Linked DNA regions of Rattus norvegicus: regions 2 and 3 are each linked to region 1. The links are chromatin contacts, called in public Hi-C maps. All regions are on one chromosome and are shown on one strand. Each heading gives the region's core, a stretch centred on a gene start, on an enhancer-like site or on the middle of the called end of the contact. The rest is flanking DNA. Distances are from core to core; before and after follow the strand shown.

Region 1 (2,904 bases), core at 229-2,728:
TACTTGGCATCCTTCCCTAGAGCTCACATTCCCTTTAAGTGTGTCACGTGTATGACATGCGTGCAGAGAGGTGTGAGGTGAAAACCCAAGCAAAGGCTTACATATAATAAAGTGATAAGGCCACAGAAAAGTGAATTTATCAGCCATAAACCCATGAGGAACCCCACTTAGAACCACAAATGTATTACTAGGTTTCCTCTGAAGTCGTTTTTTTCTTTTGATCTGCATTTTCAGAAATGCCATTCTGGGAGAATGTGTATTTTAGTGGTGGGAAGTCGCACCTACCTACGTGTCCATTATTCATATACTCCTTCACACTCCTTCCCATTCTCAAAACTGGCTGAAAAAGTCATGTCAAAGACCCTGCTTCGTTCCCTACAGTTTCCCAGGGCTCTCTCCATCCTCACCTTTCGAAGGGGGCCATGTGATTAGAGAACGTTCTCAGATCGCTTCAGAAAGGGGGCTCGCAGTAACAGTGCCCACCTATTCATTCTCACCAGCCCACAGGACATCTGTGCCAGGCAGCATGCGCACCCTCCTGCCAACTCAGCAGGGCAGAACTGGGCAGACCCCAGGACTATGCTGCGACTGGCATACCACCAGTATCCAGGGCAAATGCCCAGAACTTGGGCAATACCCAGAGAGATGGGCTCTGGCTCTGGGTCCAGATCAAAACTGTCCTGCCTACCCACTAACCACTGACTTCTTTCTTGGCACAAGCCACCTTCTTCCTCATGTCCCTATCCTTGGCACCATGCCTGGCGAGTCGACCACCCAGGAGAAATAACCAGGAAAAGTAGGAGACCGCAGGCCTCTGAAATAGACAGTGCACCTGTGTCTGAGGCATAGCTCCTAGACGAAGGTCCTGGACACTCGCTCGGGAAGCAGCCCTCATGCCCACCCACTAGCCCATTCATAGACCCCTCAGGCCTTCAGGTTCGCCCCTAGCGAGAGCAATGGTATCCAAGACCAGGCCAAGGCACACATGCTCTATGGGACTCACACCACTTGCCCCTCACGCAAACCCTGTCCCTACACACCGTCTGTGCCTCACCCCAGATTCCCTTTCCCACGCCGGGTCTGACCCTCATCGCAAACCAACTAAAAGGAAGCCAGGAATGGTGCGTCCCTCTGCTCCCAATTTTTGGCGCCCCCGTCCCCAAAAATCCCTGGTTCCCCCACGGGCCCACTTCGCTCTCTTTCCTCTTCCACCTGCTCCCACCTGCTTTCTCGGTGCTCCCAGTCCCAACCTCTCAGTCTCACCCCCATCGCAGCTCTCCCTGTGCCCGGAGCCTAGCGAACCCTGCCTTTCTCACCTAGGGCCAGGGTCGCCGCTCCATGACCAGCCCGGCGGGTTAGCTGGCGCATGCGCGAGATGGGCCCCATGACTCCATGACAACCTGGTATTCGCCGGGTCTCTAGCTATCTCCAAGGCCTCCCGCCCATTTCTCCTCCCTCCGCCTCCACGACAGCTTTCGCCAGTCACGTGATTCGGTTCCGAGGCCCCAGCACCATGGAGACTGCGCGCTGTACTCCTAGAAGGGCACTCCTCCGCCCCACCTCCCGGCTCTAGCCCGAAGGCCCACGGAGCAACGAGGAGAGCGACGCTCTCTCCACAGCCGTGGCCTCTCTATGGTTGGCACTTAAGGCTTCGCCGCCATTTTGTCCGTTCCTTGAGTTATTGTGTTGAGGGCAAGATCTTACGATTGGGTTTTGAAGGCATGGGTAGTGGCTTGTAGACGCATGGCAGGAGTTGGGATTCGTTTGGGGACACTGAGGGGAAGCCGCTCTTGGGGTGTGTCCCCTTGACGCTGTTGTGGGTGGGGACCGGAACTAGACGTGCCGGGCTGCGGCGCCCAGCGTGGGAGGACTCGCGCGGGCTGGCAGCCGGGCTGGGTGTCCCGGCGCCTCACTCACATTTTTTGCCACGATTGTCGCCTGGTTTGATTTCCCACCAATCCCCCAGACCGTGCACGAGGACTAGAAGCGATGAATATTTTAGTGAGATGATTTCATGCATTTTGACGTTTGGCTCGCTTTGCCCAGTGCAGCGGCAGTGTCAGGTTTTATAGACGATGAACCATGTCTGGCCCTGGAAAATTGCCTCTCCAACACGCTGAAGGGAAAGGGAATGACAAACTGAGCGTAATCTCTAAGGGAAGTGTTTCGCAACTAAAAACGAGTGAGTTTAGGTTGCTGACAGTTTACAGCTGTTTCAGGAGCTGCCCTTGTCTCTCGAACCCGGTACTCCATGAAGAGCTGTTAAGGTTAAATAAAATGGGAGATAATACGTTTCCAGCCGTATTGGCGGCCTTACAAGAACTCGGTGGCCACGTGCAGCTAATGACTACTTTATTGAACCGCGAAGATTATCGCACGTTCTTAGCACTTCAGAAAGTTAAATTGCACCTTGCTAGATGGCGAGTGGCCCTGCATTGATAATCCAAGCAGCTTAGAGGTCATAGCTTATTACATTATTCATCCGAACACAGTGCTAATATACTAGTGAGGATGAATGTACCTGTTAGCGTAAGCCCTCCCAACAAGCAATAGGTGAATGCCTATACATTGTAAGCTGTTGTTTGGAAGATGGAAACGAAAAGTGGCTAACCATTGTCAAATGGTGAAGAACCTGTTTTACATGAGTTCTCTCAGGAGATCTCAACAATTGTATGATATAGGTGCTGTTTCCCTTCGTTTATAAACGAGGGAATTGAAGTTTGTGTGACCAGGACGCGGCTAAATCTGAACTCTTAACAGAAAGACTGCACCTAATTAAAATGAGCTTCGCTCTCAAACACCTTAAAAATCAAACACATGAAATAAAATGGACTAATAACCAACATGAAAGAATGCAAGGACCAGAAAAAGTGAACAAATCAATAAAATCAAGGGAGAAAAAAC
Region 2 (2,904 bases), core at 296-2,795, 200 kb before region 1:
GGAGTAACCATACAGTCTTATACTTCAGGATATGTCTTCAAAGACCTCTAGTGGATGCCTGAAACCATGTGTTACCCAAACCCTGCATCTATTATGTTGTTTCCTATATAACATCTTAATTTCTTTTCCTGTTGCTAAGAAAAAAAATGCCCCAACAACGGTAGTCTAAAGAAGAATGGTTTATTTTCGCTTATAATTCAAGATGTTGTCCATCATTGGGGGTGGGGGTGGGGAAAGAGTAGTCTGAAGCAGCTGGTAACAATGCATGTGTGTTGGTGCTCTGCTGATTTCCCCCTTTTTATGGGGGCACAGCCAGACCCAATCCAGGGGATGGTGTCACTCTCCCACATCAGTTAACCTGATAAAGACAATCCTAACCTAGAAACTCTCTCTGCAGTGTGTCTGGAGGCTTGTCTCCTATGTGCTTTTAGATGCATGGGAAAAGAAATCACAGCTAAGCTCACCCGGTGGTTTTTGCACTCGAACAGTTATATTTTGATATCAAGTAGAATGTCTGTTTAATCAGCACACCTGGAAGGATCATGTTTCCAACTCAAACATTCTGGCAACTTTAAATTTGCGGTTTTGTTGATGTGGGAAACAGCCCATGCTAGGAGCTACTTCAGACCATTTCTTACATGATTAAAATTTCCGAAAAATCACAACTCTATGTGGAAAATCTATAAAATATTAACCTGATGCAATGTCCTTTGTATTTAATGTGCCACCTTCCTACATAATGGCCCTCGTAAGAGACTCAGTTATAAGTCCCTTATAAGACATATTTACAGCTCTATTTCACCAATGGCTTAAGTACAAATGGCTGGACTAGAGAAGTTCAATTTAAACCCTGGAGGCTCAATATGCCTCGGCCTGGAATCCGAGCACTTGGAAGGCAAGAGCAGGAGAGTCATGGATTCAGTCAGGTTGGGCTGCACAGCAAGACTTTGTTTCTTAGAGCCAAGGCGACAAAATTAAAAACCTGAACAGATATCACAGTGATTGTTAATGACGTTAAAGTGTCACATCTTCCCCTTGCCTGGATCAACGCTCGCCCCCCCCTCCCCCCCCCCGCTCCCCGAGAGACACTCGCAGGGCGCCGCGGAACCGCAAAGTAGGGAACCATGTTTGAGAACCCTAGAAGAGGTCTGACTACACCAAGCTGGGAAGGGCGCTATTGGACGCTCCGTGCAGTTTGGCCTTCAAAGTTTAGCCTTCCCGGCCCCATCTACCCGACACCATTACATGCAGCAGCCAGCACACAGGTGAAATACGACCGGTCGCGCCGCAGTGCACGCCGGGAGTCGTTGTGGAGCCACGCGAAGAGGCGCGCTCTCAGCCCCGCCCCCCAAGCTGTTCTCCGCGTTTCTCAGGAGCGACCCTCAACCCCGGATCTGCGGCACAGACCTTCCCGGCTTGCATCTCGCCCGTCGGCCAGCCAAGAAAGTCAGTTCTCAGGACTAGAAGATGACTGAGGCCTAGCGGGGTCCAGAGAGCGAAGGTTGGACTAGATGGCGTTCCCTCCTTCGGGCTGGCCCCGCCCCCGCCTCCTGAGCTCTGGGAGTTGTAGTTCATGAGCGGCCCCGAGTCTGTCTGTCCTTCGCGTCCCTCCGCCTCCTGCTATGTTTTACGCCTCAGGCCGCCTCTTAGCCGCCCGGGAGGCCACCACACTCTACGCCCCTCCCAGAGCCCGGGGCCCGGCACTCCGCGGCAAACGGAGGGAACTACAAATCCCATGGCACCTCGAGACGCCCTCTTACGACTCCTTGACGGGGCAGCGGACAAGACCCGGCGTGCCTCCGGCCCGGAGGGTGATCCTTAGAAAGGGGAGGATGCCGCCGGCCATAGGCGGTGGCCTAGCGGGCTCGGAGCTGCGTCCCCGTAGGGGCCGCAGTGTGCAGCAGGCTGCCAGAGCCGTGAGCCGAGACGTGGTCCCCGAGGCTGCAACGCGGAAACTTAAACGGCCTGCTTGGAGCTCGCGGCGCTTCCAGGCGGCAGGCTGGTGGGCCACGCTGGCTGTGGTGACGCTGCTGTCCTTTGCCACCCGCTTTCACAGGCTGGACCAGCCGGCACATATCTGGTAAGTGGCAGAAAGGACTTTGCGGGCACCATGGCAACTGAGAGAGAGTGACGCCGCCCTCTGATTGGCCTGAGGGCACGAAGTGGGCGGGATTCATCGGAGGCGCGACAGGTCCGTGATGGTGGAGAAACTCACTAGTATTTGGGGGTGTATGGGGATGTGGGAAACGCTTTCCGGTGTGTCAAATCTCTGAGAAGTATAGGTATGCTCTGGTTGGGGTTCCACACTCGAGGTTTGCAAGAGTGGTTCTCATGTCTTCTAGATACCTGGCTTTCAAATGGCGACACTCAGAGGTTCTTTGCACTTTGCTAAGAAAATAGTAAATTCATAGTACATAATTTTCCCAAGGCCTGATTTTCAAAGAAAAAAAATTCCTGTAGAGTAAGGATAGTTTGGGTATCAAGGGATGGAGAGACAGATTCTGCGCAACAGGTCTGGCGTTATCCTGTGAGAATTATTTTCTAGGCCTTTGTATGACACAGAGGCTGGCTTGAGGCTTGGTCAGATTCCATTTCCTAAGCCCACAGAAGTTACTTGATCTTTAGGTGGAAGGAATGTTTTATCTTCTACTACCAAACAGAAACTTAGTGTAGAACGTGTCACAAGTGGGTCTTACTGACCCAAAAGCAAACAAACACAGTGATAGGACCGCTCTTCTAGGAAGTTAATAAATTAGCTATGAAGCTAATTAATAACTTAGGTGCATTTTATGACTGCTGGGAGCTGTAACTACTGGGTTATACTCACAGGCATCATCACAGGAGGAAGAATGAACATCAGCACCTTTAGAGTTAGGTTCCTCCACCCTCTATCAAGTCCCACTA
Region 3 (2,904 bases), core at 106-2,605, 170 kb after region 1:
TACTTATAATATAATATAATAAAATAAAATAATATAGTGAGATCGCTAGGATGTTTGCATTTCTGACTGGCCATACTGGCCATACGAAGATTTGAGGGTCTTGTTTCCCCTCCCTGGATATGTTACAAGTTAATTTCCTCATAAAGGCTACAGGCTTGGGGGTTAAATATGCTTGTCACCCAAGCCTGGAAACCTGAAGCCCATGCAAAAGGCAGATAGGGTAGTCTGGGTGTGTAATTGTACCCCTCCCATGGTAAAGTGGAAGGAATAGGAAGCTTGTCCTCGGCCAACCAGCAAACAGGAAGGAGTCTACCCCAAACGGTGGAGCTGAGGACTTGCACCTGAGGTGGTCTTCTGACCTCTACATGCACACTGTTAACATGCACATACCCAGAAACACACACACACTCATACTCACGCACACAAAGACCACACCAGGAAGCCACGTGAAGGTGGGTTTAGAAGAGAAAGCTCCAAGGACTGACACTCTGCTCCCTCCCTGTGGAGTCCAGACACCACCGTCCTCTGCAATGACTTGTTCACCTCCACGAGCTTTTCATGAGTTGGACCGGATTGACTGAAGGAGGTTAGAGGATCAAACTCCACCTCCAGGCCACCCCTGGGAAGGAAGGAGTTGTCTGAGGCTGGACTGGAAAGCCCAGCTCTTTGGTCTTTCTGGTGATCAGCTCTTATCCCAAAGCCATCTGAGGGCAGCATGAATCACCATTGGCATAACAAAGGCATTTCTTCCCAGGAAATTCCAAGGCTTTTGACACTCTTGCCCAAGAACTGGGGAAAAGACTTATTTTAATGTTAGGAAATGAGGGGTTTTCTCTCTGTCCTGGCCTGGCCCCCATATGTCAATTTTCTTTTTCTTTGTCTCTATTGTCTAAAAATTGTATTTGCACACATTTTTTATTAGCAGGAATGTTGTGTCCCAGGCATCTTGAACTCATAGCAGCCAGCCAGACAGTTACCCTGACATCTTCAAGCACTCTCAAAGCCTTGGCAACTCAAAGCCACCCCACCCCCCACGCCCTAATCCCTGTCACAAGCATTGTGGCTCATGTCCATAAGCCTAACCCCCAGGAGGCTCACAGAAGGATTGCAGAGCATTTGAGGCCAGTCTGGGCTATAGTGTGAGATGAGAAAGGGGGGGGGGGTGGGGTAGGGGGAGAGAGAGTCAAACACCCACACCTACACACACACACACACACACACACACACACACACACACACACGAAGAGAAGACCCTCTGAGCTTCACTGGGCTCTCCTCCCCATGGGGCACGCTGGGCTGGAAGCCAGCTCCCACAGCTGCCCGGCCTTCCTCTCCTGCCGGAATGTGATTCGGGCTTCCGAGAGCCTTCCCCTCCTTTTGGTTCAAGGCTCCTGGTCAGGAGCCAGGGTCTTAGGACACAGGCTAGCTTTGCCAGCCATTGTTTTCTTTTGTTTAAAACAAAAACAAATCCCAAGCCCCAACTTGGTAGGGCAGGCTTGGTCTCCTGAGGACACTAGAGCTGCCACCAGGACTGATTTTAGAGGCTATGGCCTGTATCTGAGGAACGACTGGGCTATGGTGCTTGCTTGTTAGGACGGAAGCTGCAGAATTTGGGGTCTGTGCCTTCCTGGGGGCTCATGGAGGGGTTTCCCCCTGATGTCTTGCTTTGTTGGTCTATAAACCAGCACCGCTCCATCATCATGTACTGCAGTTCCCACCTCCTGTTTCTCAAGACACGGTTTCTCTGTGTAGCCCTGGCCGTCCTGGAATTCCTTTGCAGACCAGGTTGGCCTTGAACTTGTAGATATCCACCTGCCTCTGCCTCCTGAGTGCTGGCATTAAGACCATGGGCTGTTTGCATACCAGCCTTAAGCCCAAGCCTGAGGTCGAAAGTCCTCTGCAGCATTTTTGAGACTCAGGGCTTGGGGGTGTTGAGGTGACCCTGTCTGTGCCCTTTGGGACCTTCCAGTCCTCTCTGTCAGGAGTGGGACATCACTGTCATGAGGTTGAGAGAGGAGTTAGCTCTCCACAGGCAGCAAGGATGAAGGGCCTTGATAAATCCTAAGCTACTCACAAGCTGGAAAACAAGTAAGGGTTTCAGAATACACGATTTCACAATCTCTTCACGGGGCTCTGTTTATTCTCATCCTCCTCACTTATAGATAGGCAAACGGAGGCCAGAAACATGGAGCCCACGGCCCAAGGTCACAGAGATGATTACTGATAAAGCAAACTGAGAATTGCAAAATTTCAGACTTTACATGTATTGACTCTAACATGCAGAGGTATCTATCCAGCTTCCTGCTGCTTTTGTTCCCTAGTAGGATAGCTGATTCCTGTGGGTGGGGATCAGCAGGACTCATCAACCTTTGCTGTAAGTCTCTCTCTCTCTCTCTCTCTCTCTCTCTCTCTCTCTCTCTCTCTCTCCCTCCCTCCCTCCCTCCCTCCCTCCCTCCCTCCCTCCATCCTTCTCCCACCTCCATTCCGGCCTTAACAATGTAACAGTGTATTCAGTGTATTTCCCACTTTTGATGTCTGAAGAGTGTTCACCCTGCCCCCTGGTGGTGCAAAGGTGCAAGGCAGCCTCAGGAGGACAGGGAAGGGTCATGGTTAAGACACATTCTTTTTTGGGACCCTGGAAATCATTGTGGGCACGATACCGAACTCTTATTGAGAAATTAATTTAACAGTTCTCATTCTGTAAGGGTCCATGCTTCATCCAAGAATGATACCCTGGATTCAGTATGTAAACTCAAAGAGTGTTTTATTCTGCAGAAGTCCAGCATGCTGGGGTCTCCCGTTGCCAGAATAGAGACACAACTAAGTGTGCTCACAGGCCTGATTTAAAGCACATAAGGGAATTCTGGGGTAGGTGACCTTTGTGTTAATTTGTTGGGTCCATCT

The links. Hi-C and Micro-C count contacts between places; a contact is called where the count stands out from the background.
Region 2: a contact with region 1 is called in a Hi-C map of liver, with 7 times the contacts expected there. The contact joins the promoter of Gstz1 here to the promoter of Cipc in region 1. A contact is called at or near these places in 1 of 12 Hi-C or Micro-C datasets (liver) and 1 of 1 datasets of contacts at active chromatin or transcription factors (oligodendrocytes).
Region 3: a Hi-C map of liver shows a contact between it and region 1, with 9 times the contacts expected there. The contact joins the enhancer-like site here to the promoter of Cipc in region 1. A contact is called at or near these places in 6 of 12 Hi-C or Micro-C datasets (the A7r5 cell line, Schwann cells, frontal cortex and 3 more) and 1 of 1 datasets of contacts at active chromatin or transcription factors (oligodendrocytes).

The regions. Positions count from the first base shown.
Region 1 is chr6:112,324,554-112,327,457 of GRCr8, reverse strand. It overlaps Cipc (CLOCK-interacting pacemaker), which reads right to left and starts at 1,478. Exons shown (of 4, transcript NM_001108044.2): 1 at 1,317-1,478.
Region 2 is chr6:112,524,247-112,527,150 of GRCr8, reverse strand. It overlaps Gstz1 (glutathione S-transferase zeta 1), which reads right to left and starts at 1,545. Exons shown (of 9, transcript NM_001109445.1): 1 at 1,408-1,545. The coding sequence starts at 1,422. Pomt2 (protein-O-mannosyltransferase 2) reads left to right here and starts at 1,352. Exons shown (of 21, transcript NM_001047114.2): 1 at 1,352-2,080. The coding sequence starts at 1,623.
Region 3 is chr6:112,151,487-112,154,390 of GRCr8, reverse strand. No RefSeq gene overlaps it. Among named protein-coding and RNA genes, the nearest start is that of Lrrc74a, 36 kb to the right of the region's middle. Within about 2 kb of position 1,355, at least 44 of the 93 cell types and tissues checked have an H3K27ac peak or open chromatin away from gene starts, as enhancers often do. A contact at or near this core is called in the A7r5 cell line, Schwann cells and liver, where this site is marked.